Regions from separate parts of the Mus musculus genome. Here regions 2 and 3 are each linked to region 1. Evidence: chromatin contacts called from public Hi-C and HiChIP or PLAC-seq data. All regions are on one chromosome and are shown on one strand. The core of a region is the stretch at or near the end of the contact, and the rest is flanking DNA. Distances in the headings are between cores, read along the strand shown.

Evidence for each region. A called contact is a pair of places that touch in the nucleus more often than the background predicts. HiChIP or PLAC-seq counts read pairs in DNA pulled down with a chosen protein or histone mark.
Region 2: an H3K4me3 HiChIP or PLAC-seq map of neural progenitor cells shows a contact between it and region 1, with 4 times the contacts expected there. The contact joins the enhancer-like site here to the promoter of Cdh4 in region 1. A contact is called at or near these places in 1 of 39 promoter capture datasets (embryonic stem cells), 8 of 484 Hi-C or Micro-C datasets (cerebellar granule neurons, cerebellum, embryonic stem cells and 4 more), 7 of 115 datasets of contacts at active chromatin or transcription factors (astrocytes, embryonic forebrain, embryonic stem cells and 2 more) and 2 of 9 other capture datasets (embryonic stem cells and pancreatic islet).
Region 3: a Hi-C map of cerebral cortex shows a contact between it and region 1, with 1.8 times the contacts expected there. The contact joins the enhancer-like site here to the promoter of Cdh4 in region 1. A contact is called at or near these places in 3 of 39 promoter capture datasets (the 3T3-L1 cell line, embryonic stem cells and stem cell-derived epiblast-like cells), 1 of 484 Hi-C or Micro-C datasets (cerebral cortex), 2 of 115 datasets of contacts at active chromatin or transcription factors (embryonic forebrain and embryonic stem cells) and 2 of 9 other capture datasets (adipose tissue and liver).

Annotation. Positions count from the first base shown.
Region 1 is chr2:179,440,440-179,444,540 of GRCm38.p6, forward strand. It overlaps Cdh4 (cadherin 4), which reads left to right and starts at 1,992. Exons shown (of 16, transcript NM_009867.3): 1 at 1,992-2,239. The coding sequence starts at 2,183.
Region 2 is chr2:179,535,126-179,539,226 of GRCm38.p6, forward strand. The region is part of intron 2 of Cdh4 (cadherin 4); the gene reads left to right. Among named protein-coding and RNA genes, the nearest start is that of Gm52541, 15 kb to the left of the region's middle. Within about 2 kb of position 2,401, at least 50 of the 459 cell types and tissues checked have an H3K27ac peak or open chromatin away from gene starts, as enhancers often do. A contact at or near this core is called in cerebellar granule neurons, cerebellum, embryonic forebrain and 4 more, where this site is marked.
Region 3 is chr2:179,369,422-179,373,522 of GRCm38.p6, forward strand. No RefSeq gene overlaps it. Among named protein-coding and RNA genes, the nearest start is that of 4930591A17Rik, 43 kb to the right of the region's middle. Within about 2 kb of position 2,375, at least 3 of the 459 cell types and tissues checked have an H3K27ac peak or open chromatin away from gene starts, as enhancers often do. A contact at or near this core is called in cerebral cortex, where this site is marked.

The sequences.
Region 1 (4,101 bases), core at 742-3,241:
GTCAACGACTTGAATAAGTAAGTTTGGGGAATGCTGCCCGTGCATGGGCCCTGGGGTCTGTGTGCTAATGCTGGGAGCCCGTTCTTAATAAGTGAACCTTAAACTTCCCTCTGCCGGCTGTATAAAGGGAACCTTGTGAGTGCACACCTGGGGCAGATTAAATTACACAACCCTTCTATACTCACAGTAGGGCTGGTTAATGCTAGGATAGTAAGCTCTATCAGGAAGTCACAGTGCTTGTCTGGAGGGCCAAAACTCTCAGATAGATAACTGTAGGCAAGGGTGAGGTGTGCTGAGGAGGCACCTGCTTCCTCAGATCCATGGCTTGTCCCTCAAGTTGACATGGCTGTCTTCTCAGAACCTAAGCTGGAGAGAGGAGGGGCTCTTTCAGGTGACTTACTGTTGCCTTAGGTCTGGGCTAAGAACACAGAGTGGCCCCCACGGAGGCATCTCAATACAAGAAGAGCGAAGGAGCTGATGTGGGCAGGATGAAGTATGTTCAGGAGGGAGGCATCTCCTTAAGGGACATGTGCCCTAGAAGCAGAACAGAACTCTCCAAAAGGATTTGCTGCCATCTCCCCCTGACTGTACAGTGTGTCTGAATCTACAGGGTAGCTGTCTCCTCCAGGTCTCCATATTCCTTCTCACCTCCCCAGTAAGCTCACCGACTCGCCAAGCTGTACTCAAGTCTTGCTTTGGTCTGGGTACCTCTCTATCAAGAGTGAATGTTTCTTTGTCTCCCCAGGGAAGGACATAGAAGAGTCTGAAGACTGCCCAGCCAGCCATGCTAAGTTAGTAGCCTCTCTCATTCCTTAGCAGGCCAATACTGGGACAGTCTGTGGCATAGGGCCAGGTTGGCACAGGCTTGGTGTTCAGATACTTGGTGGTCCAAGCTAAACCCAGTCTCATACCTCTGGACAGAGCCCACTATGCACCCTGGGTTACCCTGATTTCCCATGGCTCGAGTACTAGTCAGGAGACCTAGGGTGTCATCCACCATAGTGGGGGGAGGGGGGGCAAGGAAGAAAAGGTCTCTCTGTCCAAGTTAACTATGACCTTGGGGCAACTTAATTCACTCTTCTCAAACCAGAACTATTGTATTCTGGACACAGATTTTCTCAGAAGAGAGACAAAGAACATTTGAAAAACATCTGAGCAGACACTCCACTTTTCTGTACATTGCTTAGCCAAGGGAGGGATGGGGAAGCCTTCACTCACAGTCCAAGCTGCCCTTATTTTTCCGCGAGAGCGATACGATGCTTAAAGAAATGCCTGCAGTCAGGGTTGGAAATTGCCCATGCGAAGCAAATGGAGCTGGCCTGCCCAGGGAGCTGACGTGCCTGACAGCTCTGCCCGCTGGAGTCCCTTCCTTCCTTCCGCGGCCTCTGATTTCTTCCTTGCCTATACAGAAGACCTAACTACATTTTGGCACACACAGAGGAATGGGTAGGAATCCTCCCAAACCTTGGAGGATAGCCAGAGCCAGGCCCACACTATAAGGGGTCAGCCGAGCCAGCCCAGCTGGAGAGTGACCCCTCCCCTCTCCCTCTCTTCCGATCCCTGAGCTGTTCAGAGGGCTGGAGGCCATCACAAAGGCCTGTGTCCGGAGACTTAGATGACACAGGGATGAAGGAAGTGTCCACTCTTCACTGTGGGCTCTGAAAAGAAGTTGACCTAACATCACGGTGTGATCACAAGCAGGGGTCCCACAATCTACAAAGGACATCTAACTTGCTGGGCAGAGACTACACAGTCTTCTTTGGTTCACACCGTCTTTGCTCCTAGAAACCCAGTCTCCCTGGCTTCGTCTGCTCATACAGGCCTCTAGTTGTCCCACGGGACTGAGGCCGCCCTGCCAGCGAGCAACCAGGCCAAGCGGCTGAGCGAGTGGGCGCGGGAGCGGCTCCTTTAAGGCCCGCGTCAGGCCCGGCCGGAGGGGCGGGGCCTCGGCGAGGCCGCCGCTCAGCTTCACCTGCAGTTCCGAGCGCGCGGAACAGAGGCGCGGGCGGCTGCGAGGCCGGCGGACGCACCGGCCGGAGGGAGCGCGCCGCCGGCCCACTTGGCCTGGCTCCCGGAGCCCGGGCGGCAAGTGCGGGGAAAAGCAGGGCGGGCGCGGGCGGAGCATCGCCGCGGCGAGGGAAGCCGGGCACCGGGCGAGCGCCGGGGCGGCGCGGCGGGGACGATGACCACAGGCTCTGTGCTGCCGCTGCTGCTGCTCGGGCTCTCGGGCGCGCTCCGGGTAAGTTGCCGCCTCTCCGATCGCAGGCGATCTGGGAACCCGTGGGGCTAGCTGGTGTCTCCCGGTCTTCTCAAACCGCCGCCCGCGCTGCGCGAAGCCGCTCGCTATCGGAGCGAGGAGCCGCGGAGCTGAGCGGGCGGGACCCTAGGTGCCATCTCGTTGCCCGATCTGCGCTCCGGGGCCGCCCTCCGTAGTGTAGTACTCGCCTCCGCCGCCCGGCAGTCGCGCATCCCGAGTTCCAGCCGCGCGCCGGGTCGGGTCGGCTGCGCGGGGCGCTCTCCCGGGTCCCGTGGGTGCCGCGGAGCTCGGCTGCAGTGGGAGGCGGAGGCGACTAAGGGGCGCGGGTTGTAGCCGCGGGGTCTAGCAGGTCCTCCCGACTTAGAGAGGGATCGGGAGGAGGGCGCAGCGGGAGCGCGAGGCACTGAGCCCGGGGACTGGAGCTGGACACACTCGCTGTTTCCGCACAGTCTCTGCGCGGTCTCCAGCCGGCTCCCTCGGTTAACTCCAGCTCGCTGCGGGTCTTCGGAACGGCTCAGCGGCAGCTCCCGCAGCGACCCTGGGCGGAGACCGAGTGGCCTGAACCCCCTCTCGTGGCCGATCGGTCCGGTGGCCTGCTCGCTGCCACGCCGAGGTATTCTCTGCGATGAACCAGGGTTGGCGACCGGCTGCTCCGAGGCCACCGGACCATCGCCTTGCGCGGGGAACACGCCCCGGGGGGACAGAAACTTTCCCGGCCGACTTTTGTCTCCCGCGGGCTGCAAGAGCATTTCAGAGCTGCGATCCCCAAGAACCAGATGTCATTCTGAGCTTGGCCGGGGGAAGATCCCCGACCCAGCCCTCCCTTTCCTAGCCTCCGGGGCCGGGTACTCGAGCCCGAGCTACAGGCTGCAGGCTGCGGGTGGCCTCCCAGCGGAACCCGGGCGGAGCTGTTGCGCGCAGCTGGAGGACTCGGCCGGCAGGGAGGCGCGTTCCGCTCTGGCGGCCCGCGAAGCTGAGACTGCAGGGTGCTGGCTGCGCCCCCGGCTCCCGGAGCTTGCTCACCAGGGATCCGGAGCCTGGTGCGCCTTCTTCTCCTTAGCGGAGTGGATTAGTGGGGACACATGCTATCTCCCTTGGTTCCTGGCAGCTTGGGTGGAACCCCTTGCCCATTGCCTTCCTTTCTCTAAAGATGCAGACTCCAGAGGAACAGAAAACCCTTCTGGTCTGTTAGAGGCTTCTGGTCTTTTCTGCTCTCCTGACGAGGCTTTAAATGGGGGCTTCAGAGTGAGCAAGAGTCCAGGACCTTGTGTGGGTGAACTTCACACACACACACACGCACACGCACACACACACACACACACGCACACGCACACGCACGCACGCACACACACACACACACACACACACACACACACACACACACACGAGGACCTTGCCTCCTTGCAGCCTAGTGGCAGAACTGGTCACTATCCGCTCAGCTTGGAAACAGCCCTGGAATCACTGAATTTGCCAGCTCCCTTTCTTGGAACTCCACCCCTGTGGCCTGCAGAGGGAGGCTTCCTCCTCACCTAGCCTAAAGGCAGAGCTCTGCAGCCTGGAGAGATGGTTCTTAGCAGAGCTCCCTCTCTCTCCACGGGCCTGGCTTTGCCTGTGGATGGGTGAACGACTGGTGATACCTTCTCCTCCTGCTGCTGCTGCTGCTGCTGCTGCTGCTGCTGCTTGCCCACTTCTGGGAACCTCTCTGCCTTTTCCCCCTGCCATTCGCCAATACGGCCCCTTTGGTACCTGGTCTAGGCATCAGCTAACCCTGTGCTTCCCATAAAAGTAGGTTCGGCTTTCCAGTTCGGGGAAACTCCTCCAAACCTGGGCCAATACAACCTGAA
Region 2 (4,101 bases), core at 1,151-3,650, 95 kb after region 1:
CTTCTAGGAGAGACTAACAAGCCAGAGTTGCCCAGGAGAGGCCAGGGCAGGGCTGCACAGCAGGAGAGCCCACGGCTGCCCACGGAGATGTCTGTGGATACCTCTTCCCCACTGCGTGTCCCCAGGGTGGGTGAATGACTCTCAAGTGCTTATCTGCACTTAAACCGTTTGTGAGGCTTAAGACTCAGCCATGAACAGAGCTGATGGCAAGATACTATCAGAGGGGGAGCGATTAAGCAACAGAACCCCAGCTAATTATAAGTGAAACCAATTAAAGCAACAAAAGAAACTTGCAGAAAGCTGGGCCGGCCTCTCACAGTGGCAGGCCTCCTGATAGGAGTACCTGCAGCAGCCGGCTTGCAGACTCCCAGTCTGGAGAAAGCTGAGCCTCAGAAGTAAGTCATGACTTAACTTAAATCAGAGATGGCTCCATTGGTAAGGGAGGGGGCTTGCTGCACAATCATAAGGACCTGAGTTTAAATCCCCAGCAGTCCTGTAAAAAGCCAGATGTAGCCAATCATACCTATAAGCCCAGCACTGTGGGTGTTTTAAACAAGATGATCATTGTGACTTGCTGGCTGCCAGCTGAGCTTCAGGGTCAGTTAGAGATACTGCCTAAATAAGAATATTAGTAAGTAATGGACCAGGATAACTACACTTGTACATGTGAATATACACATCACTTATTAATAAATACATAAATTCAGTTAAAGGGGAGATAAGTCATAGAAACCGTGGACTTCAGCTGTTGAATAAATAAGATTGGCCAGGCAGTGGTGGCGCACACCTTTAATCCCAACACTCAGAGGCAGGTGGATTTGTGAGTTCAAGGCCAGCCTGGTCTACATAGTGAATTGCAGGACAGCCAGGGCTATACAGAGAAACCCTATCTCGAAAAACCAAAAAAGAAAAGAAAGAAGGAAAGAAGGAAAGAAGGAAAGAAGGAAGGAAGGAAGGAAGGAAGGAAGGAAGGAAGGAAGGAAGAAAGGAAGAAAGGAAGGATTGATTGGTGGCCATGCCATGCTGGCCTAAATAGAGGACAAATAGTGAGTTTAGAAAACACCTCTGAGGATGGACCATCTAGAGACTGCCATATCCAGGGATCCACCCCATAATCAGCTTCCAAACGCTGACACCATTGCATACACTAGCAAGATTTTGCTGAAAGGACCCAGATATAGCTGTCTCATGTGAGACTATGCCGGGGCCTAGCAAACACAGAAGTGGATGCTCACAGTCAGCTATTGGATGGATCACAGGGCTCCCAATGGAGGAGCTAGAGAAAGTACCCAAGGAGCTAAAGGGATCTGCAACCCTATAGGTGGAACAACATTGTGAACTAACCAGTACCCCGGAGCTCTGGACTCTAGCTGCATATGTATCAAAAGATGGCCTAGTCGGCCATCACTGGAAAGAGAGACCCATTGGTCACACAAACTTTATATGCCCCAGTACAGGGGAACACCAGGGCCAAAAAAATGGGAATGGGTGGGTAGGGAAGTGGGGGGGAAGGGTATGGGGGACTTTTGGGATAGCATTGGAAATGTAATTGAGGAAAATACGTAATAAAAATATATTTAAAAAAAAAACACCTGGAAAAAAAAAACAAACAAACAACAACAAAAAAGAAACCACCTCTAGACAGGCATCATACAATAATCAACTGTGTCAGAAACACAAAATGAATTTATGAATCTTATTTATTCAACACAAACACTCCAGTTCACCCCCACACCCCACCCCTTAACTGAACATCAAAGAGCTCTGCTGGCCCTCCTGGCTGTAGTTTGAGTCTTTGTTCCAATGTTAAGGCCTCACCCCTGGGGGCCATGGCAGGAGGGGGTCCTGGGATTTTATTCTTGAAGGAGGAAGCCTGGTGTCCTAGGATCCAGAGAGAATTTGAATAGTAGCTGCCAATCTCACTATCGTTGTGACCAGTATTACCACAAGATGGGTCTTCCCAGCGAGTGTTTAAATACTGATTACATCTTTGGCTTTGTAAATAACTCAATGGTTTGTTTTTTTTTTTTTTTTTTTTTTTTTACAATATTGCTTTTATAGAGCCCATAATGGGAAGGCAGGGTTTTTTTTTTCTCTCTGTCACTTGGATATTAAGCACTTTAATGAAAATACACAAATGAGCTCTCTATAAAACTTGATCTGAAGCAAGCTGTGTGGGGCTTAACGCTGTGTTAAGGCTGTGAGGGCTCCAGGGAGCTGATGAACAAACCTTTTGTCATTGCTAGGGAAATGGAATAGTGGTGGCTATTTGTCCAGCCCCTCTCCCTTCCCTCCGCCCGTTTGTTCCCCAGGAGCCACGCTGCGTTGGGCAGTGGTCGCTTAGCGAGGCTTCCTGGGACAGGATGAGAATGCCTGGCCTGAGGGAGCGCTTTATTGGGAGCATGCCTGCTTTTTAATTGGCCTTGGTGTTAATGAATGGATTCGTTCTGTTTGGAGTGAGCAGGGCTGGGCGCTGGTGCGTGTAATCTGATTGCAGCCGGGTGCTCAGAGCCCTGCAGAAGGCTCCGGAACAGCCGTGATTGGCTTGGCCCGGGCTGCACCGTGCTGGCAGCCTCGGGCACCAGAGGATGGCAGGCGAGAGAGGTGGGCACCTCCATGTCCACGAGCCTCCTCCCTCAGTCCCTTGATGGTGGGAGCCGATTGTCATTGTGCAGTAGCTACCACAGAAGCTGTCTTGGGGCTGGGCTATTCTGGGGGTCTTGTTTTTCGGAACAATCCTTCATCACGCTTGGGAAGATAGCCTCCCTATCCACACAGGAACCTGACATACTGTGGATGGTTTTTACCCCACCTACTCTTGAGCCATGGGGGTGGAGGAAATGGTGCTGGTGTCCCATTGGGCATCATCTGGCAGATCTCCAAACACCTGCTTTTTCTTTTGGCTCAGTCTGCACTGGTCACACTCTGAGAATGTCAGGCAGGCTCCTGACATCACAGACTGGTGTAGCATCAGCTCTGTCACCAAGACCCACCTCTGGAGAAGGAGACAGTCCTCAGTGGAACTCTGGTCACCCACAGCAATGTTGCATAGAGCAGAATGGAAGACATTAGCAGAAATCCCCCTAGCTCCTAGTGGGGCCAAACACATGTGCCATGCCATGTCATTTGAGGCTAAGAGCCTCGGAGCCTCAGAGTCTTGGAGGTGACTTAATATCTCTTTGATCTGGTGACAGGCCTGGCTCAAGTTTTATTAGCAGTACCAATTCAAGACCAAAGATTAACTTTCTCTAAAGGGGTTACATGAGGTGGAATCCCTCATCCCTTGTTGAGTCTCTGTCTCTTTCCCCACATCTATGGGGGATTCTCTCTCTCTCTCTCTCTCTCTCTCTCTCTCTCCCTCCCTCCCTCCCCTTCTCTCCCTAGCCCCTCCCTCCTTCTCTCTCTCTCCCCCTCCCTCCCTCTCTCTCTCTCCTTCCCTCCCTCTCCCCCTCCCCCTAGCCTCTCTCTCTCCCTCCCTCCCCCTCTCCCCCTCCCCCTCTCTCCCTAGCCCCTCCCTCCTTCCCTCTCCCTTCATAAAAGTCAATCCCTTTTTGCTGGGCTGGCATTTTGGCCCCAGAGTTAAGCATGTGAACCAGCTGGCTGACTGATGGTCCCCAGAGGCCCCAGTGCCACGTCTTCCCGATGGCCCAGCCCTTGTTTGTGACTTGGCTGCCTGTTTGGGAGTCAGGGGCTGGTGACATGGCCTATGTGTCACACTTGAATATAATGCAGCTGCATCAGGACAAGGTACCTAGCTTTTCCTGCCCAGTATATATCTCGTGTGGAGGCTATCGAGGGTTTTATCCTAACACACATACCCAGCACCCAGTCTTAGCCTCATGCACCCCTGCATTTGTCAGGGCAGGGAGGGTTGCATGTGACTTCCACATCCCTCTCCAGCTACACTGGAGCTGTGCCCAGATGGCACCTATGGGTCTGGTTTAATAAACAGCGGTTTTGGGATTGGTCCTCAGACTTTGCTGGACTTCAGTACCCCTGAGTGCTCTCGGTGTCCTGGAGAGGCACAGAGATCTTGGTCACCAAGCCTTCCTGAGGAACCTCCAGGCACAGGGCCCACTCAGTCCACCTACCCCACCCACC
Region 3 (4,101 bases), core at 1,125-3,624, 71 kb before region 1:
GTGTTTTATCACAGCAACAGATAAGTAACTGCGACACTTGGAAAATAGCTGGCACTTCTTTGCAGCCCTCTGGGCATTTCACCCAAAGAACTGTCAACTGCAAAAGTGATAGTGATGATGACCACGACGACAACGACGACGACGACAACATTGACAATGACTAAGATGATGACGATGATGATGATGATGGTGATGCTGACTATGACAATGACTATATTGACAATAATGACTATGACAATGATGGTAAGGATTATGATGATGATAGCATTGACAATGATGACTACAATGATGATGATGAAGACTAAGATGATGATAATGACAATAACAATGTTGCTGATAACAGCATCAATAATGTTAAAAATACATTTGTAGGTCTCTACCCACTCCTGTCCCCCTACCTGGCCATGCTCCTGCCAGGGAAGTGAGACCAGGTGACAGAGCTGAAAACCAGCTTTAAAGCACTCATTCCAAAGAAAAGGCCATGTTTAAGGATGCTGGTAGCACATCTTGCTCTGCCTGTGGAGGACAATATGATCATTGCTCTTATGGGCAGGAAAGACTTCTCACAGAAGAGATTCCAAGTGTTCTCCATACAGGTAGCAACTGGTACAAAGCCTGGGAACCTGGGGCTTTGCTTGGCTTCCCTAACAATATTTTAAATGACTTCAGTAATAAAAGACACGTTCAGGCAGCTTTGCCAGTCAGATCCTCTCTGTTTCTAGGTAACTGTCCAGGTCTTTTTTTTTTTAATCTATTTAGATTTACTTACTATATGTGTAGGTGTTGCCTGAGTGTATGCATGTCCACCAGGTCTGTACAGTACCATGGTTGTCAGAAAAGATCATTAGATTCCTTGAAACTGGAGTTATAGATGGTTATAAGCCACCATGTATGTACAGGGAGCCAACCCTAGGTCCTCTGCAATAGTAGCCAGTGCTCTGACCACTGACCCACCTCTCTAACCCCAGTTCCTAGGTCTTTAAAGCTCTTCCCTCCTTAGTGGAGTCTCTCCAATGCTTCCTACCTAGAAAATGGAACAGAACACCCAGGCATCACTTTTCTGAAGTTATTATGTGAAAGTCTAAAAACAAAAATTGTCACAGTAAGCACAGGTTTGGTGCTGGCTCCCTTGTCTTCTGCTTTCATATTTGGGGATAGAAGCCAAAATGGACTCCACTCCTTAAGGTTAAGGTCCAACTCCCTGGAAGAGATTCCAGGTCAGTCAAGAAAAATGATGGTTGCAGCCGCATCAAGACCCATCCAGGGATGAAAGGCAAGGCAGGCTGAGGTAGAGGGTCAGACACATGGGCAGAATACGATGCATGCTTCCTCCATAGCTTGGGGTCATTACCTAGAGGGAGGAAGAAACACACAGGTCAGAGGTCTGCAGGGCAAGCAAATGCAGCTCCCAAGGAGTCAGGTACAATTGCTGGGAGAAATGTACCCCAAATGTTAGCCATGAGGATTGGCGGGCAGCTGCTCCTCCCCACCTGTTGAGGAGGCCGAATGTGCATCTGCAGGATCTCAGCCTGGTGTTCCGAAGTAACTTTCCACTTATGTAAAATTAATAGGGAGTTCATTATGAAATCCATGTGACTCCTTATTAAACGCTTCCTGTCACTGGAAACAGAAGGTGGAGGCTCCTTAAGCTGGGGTTTTGTTGCCCTCTAGTGAGAGAGGTCAGCATTATATATGCAAAATTATCTTTGCCAATGCATAATTAATGCTAGGTGAGGGAGGGGGAAGGGAAGGACGCCCCAGCTGGCTGGTGAGGGTGTGTACAAACATGCTCAAGAGTATCCCAGTTTCTCCCTCTCCTGGCCCATCCCCCAGCTCGACTCAGGTAACATATGGAAGACACCCCTCGCTCCCGTCACTTCCGTTCCTTGGCAGGGAAGTTTAGTTTTATATGGCTATCAACAGGCAAAGATCCAAGCATAAGGAGTAAATCAACAGAGCTGATCCGAGACACAGAGCCTTAATGCATAAGTATATATTTAATGTGTCTGCTGAAAGAATGTCTAATTACCCTGTCATTGAACAAAGCGTATGTTCAGCCGTGATAAATTACGCCATCTTTTACTTCTGCAAAACATATTGAGACTCCCCAGAGCCGCAGAGAGATCTCTGTCCCATCTTCTCAGCAGGACTAGTGATGCCCAGACCAAAGCAGGAGCGGGGAAGAGAGAGAGCTGTAGACAGCCCAAACCCTGGCTTTCAGCCCCCCAGTGGTCGATCACGTGGGCAAGCATCAAGCCATCTCCGAGTGGCCAGTCTGCTTCAGTGTGGGCTGCATCACTCTCTGTTGTCAGCGGCTTCCCAGAATCTATCATCTGCTATTCTGAACCATCCACGAGAGGAGGCTGCATTCCAGCCTCCAGAGAAGCCAATGGAGCTTCCAGAAAAGGCAAAGGGAATCCCCAACACAGCACCCCGTGATCTCTCCAGTGCAAGCTCAGGCTGACATCTTTCCAAGACTTAGTCATAGTTGTGCCTCTGACTCCAACCAGTGATAAGATTCAGTCACCATCAGAGATGGGGTCCCTGGGGATTGAACAATCCTAAATGGAATTGCAGAGAGCCAGTTAGTATCCCTCTTGGCTGCATAAAGAGACTAGCTTTGGAAGGTGCTAGGAATGTGGTCCAGCCTGTCATGAAAGCATGAGGTTGACCTAGAGGTCAGCACTGCAAAGGATTGATGTCCAGTGCATGCTGAGGATGCTGGGTGCACCATCTCTGGTGCAGTCATCCAACCTGACCATCTCAGTAGGCAGGGGGTCTCCTACTCATGCCTGTCTCTGTCCCCCTCCATCTTCCCTGATGCTTCTTCCCCTAGTCACCTTATACCTTCTCCCTTAGACACTTGCCATCATGGCTTGCCACAAGCCCAACACCTGAATTGGTCATCTCCATCATTCAATGGCAGAGTGGAAGCTGTGTCTGCCCCGTAACTTGGGCAGGACCCTGTCCTGTCCTTCGACAGGAAGAGTGAACACAGGTCTGCCCCACCGTGGATCCTTTCCTGAGAGGATGCTCAGAGCAGCAGTCGGCCGCCTCGTTGGCAACTGTATTTCTTATTTCTTTGATTATGTTTGAAATAGCACTTTTATTTACCGACGCGGAAGAAAAGGCTTTTCTGTGATGCCTCCATCGTGTGTAAAATATATAGCTAGTAACACAGCCCGTTTATTTGCTTTACTGGATTGAGATCTATAGATGGAAGGGCAAATGAAAAATAAAGATAAAAATCTATTTCTGATACCAGATTGGCTCTAAAATGTCAAAGTTTTCTTTATTACTTTAGTAGCTATGTATCGTTATTTATCTTTCTTGGTTTGTTTTCAAAGGCTCACAGGCTGGCTGGATGCTGTTTCCATGTGTGCCCTGGGCTTTCTTTGCTGCTGTTGGTCTTTTATAGAAGTTGGAGGAAGCTCTGGATTCCAGACACGACATGGCCATTGTCATCTTGAAATCAGAGCGCTATTGTGAGACCCTCAGAAGATGAGACCCTCACAAGGCCAGGCCTGTTAACATGGCTCCACAGAAACAGTGGATTCATCAGACCCTTAGCTGGAGGTTCAACCCACTCCCTGCTCCTGCATGTGCTCATGGAAGGCACTAGAGTGTAAGAGAGAGATGGAATTCTACTGGGACTTCAGTCACAGTCATAACACTTTTGTGACTTGTCATCTGCATGGGGTGGCTTTAGGGTAACTCATGCTTCTAAATGTGAGCCCAATAAATTAAGGGGTTCACCAGCCTAGACTCAGGTAAAATCATGTCTTTATTCTGCTGTCGCTTTCATCATCTGAAGTGGATACAAATAGGTTCCCCAGGAAAAATATCAGAACAGCCTCCTAAGACAATGAGAAAGGGACCAGAAATCCCAGCGAAGACAAGCACAGGCCAGCCTGGGAGTCAACACAGGCACGCTGACCCACCACACTTTAACTATTATCAAGAACTCTCTGGGCACCCCCATCATTTACAGTAGCAAGCCATCCATGGACAACACTAAAGCCAAGATTTTGGAGGATCAGTTAGAGCCTTGGGTGGGACAGAATTCAGTGGCCCCAGTAGAGCCCTGCAGGCATTGTGAAG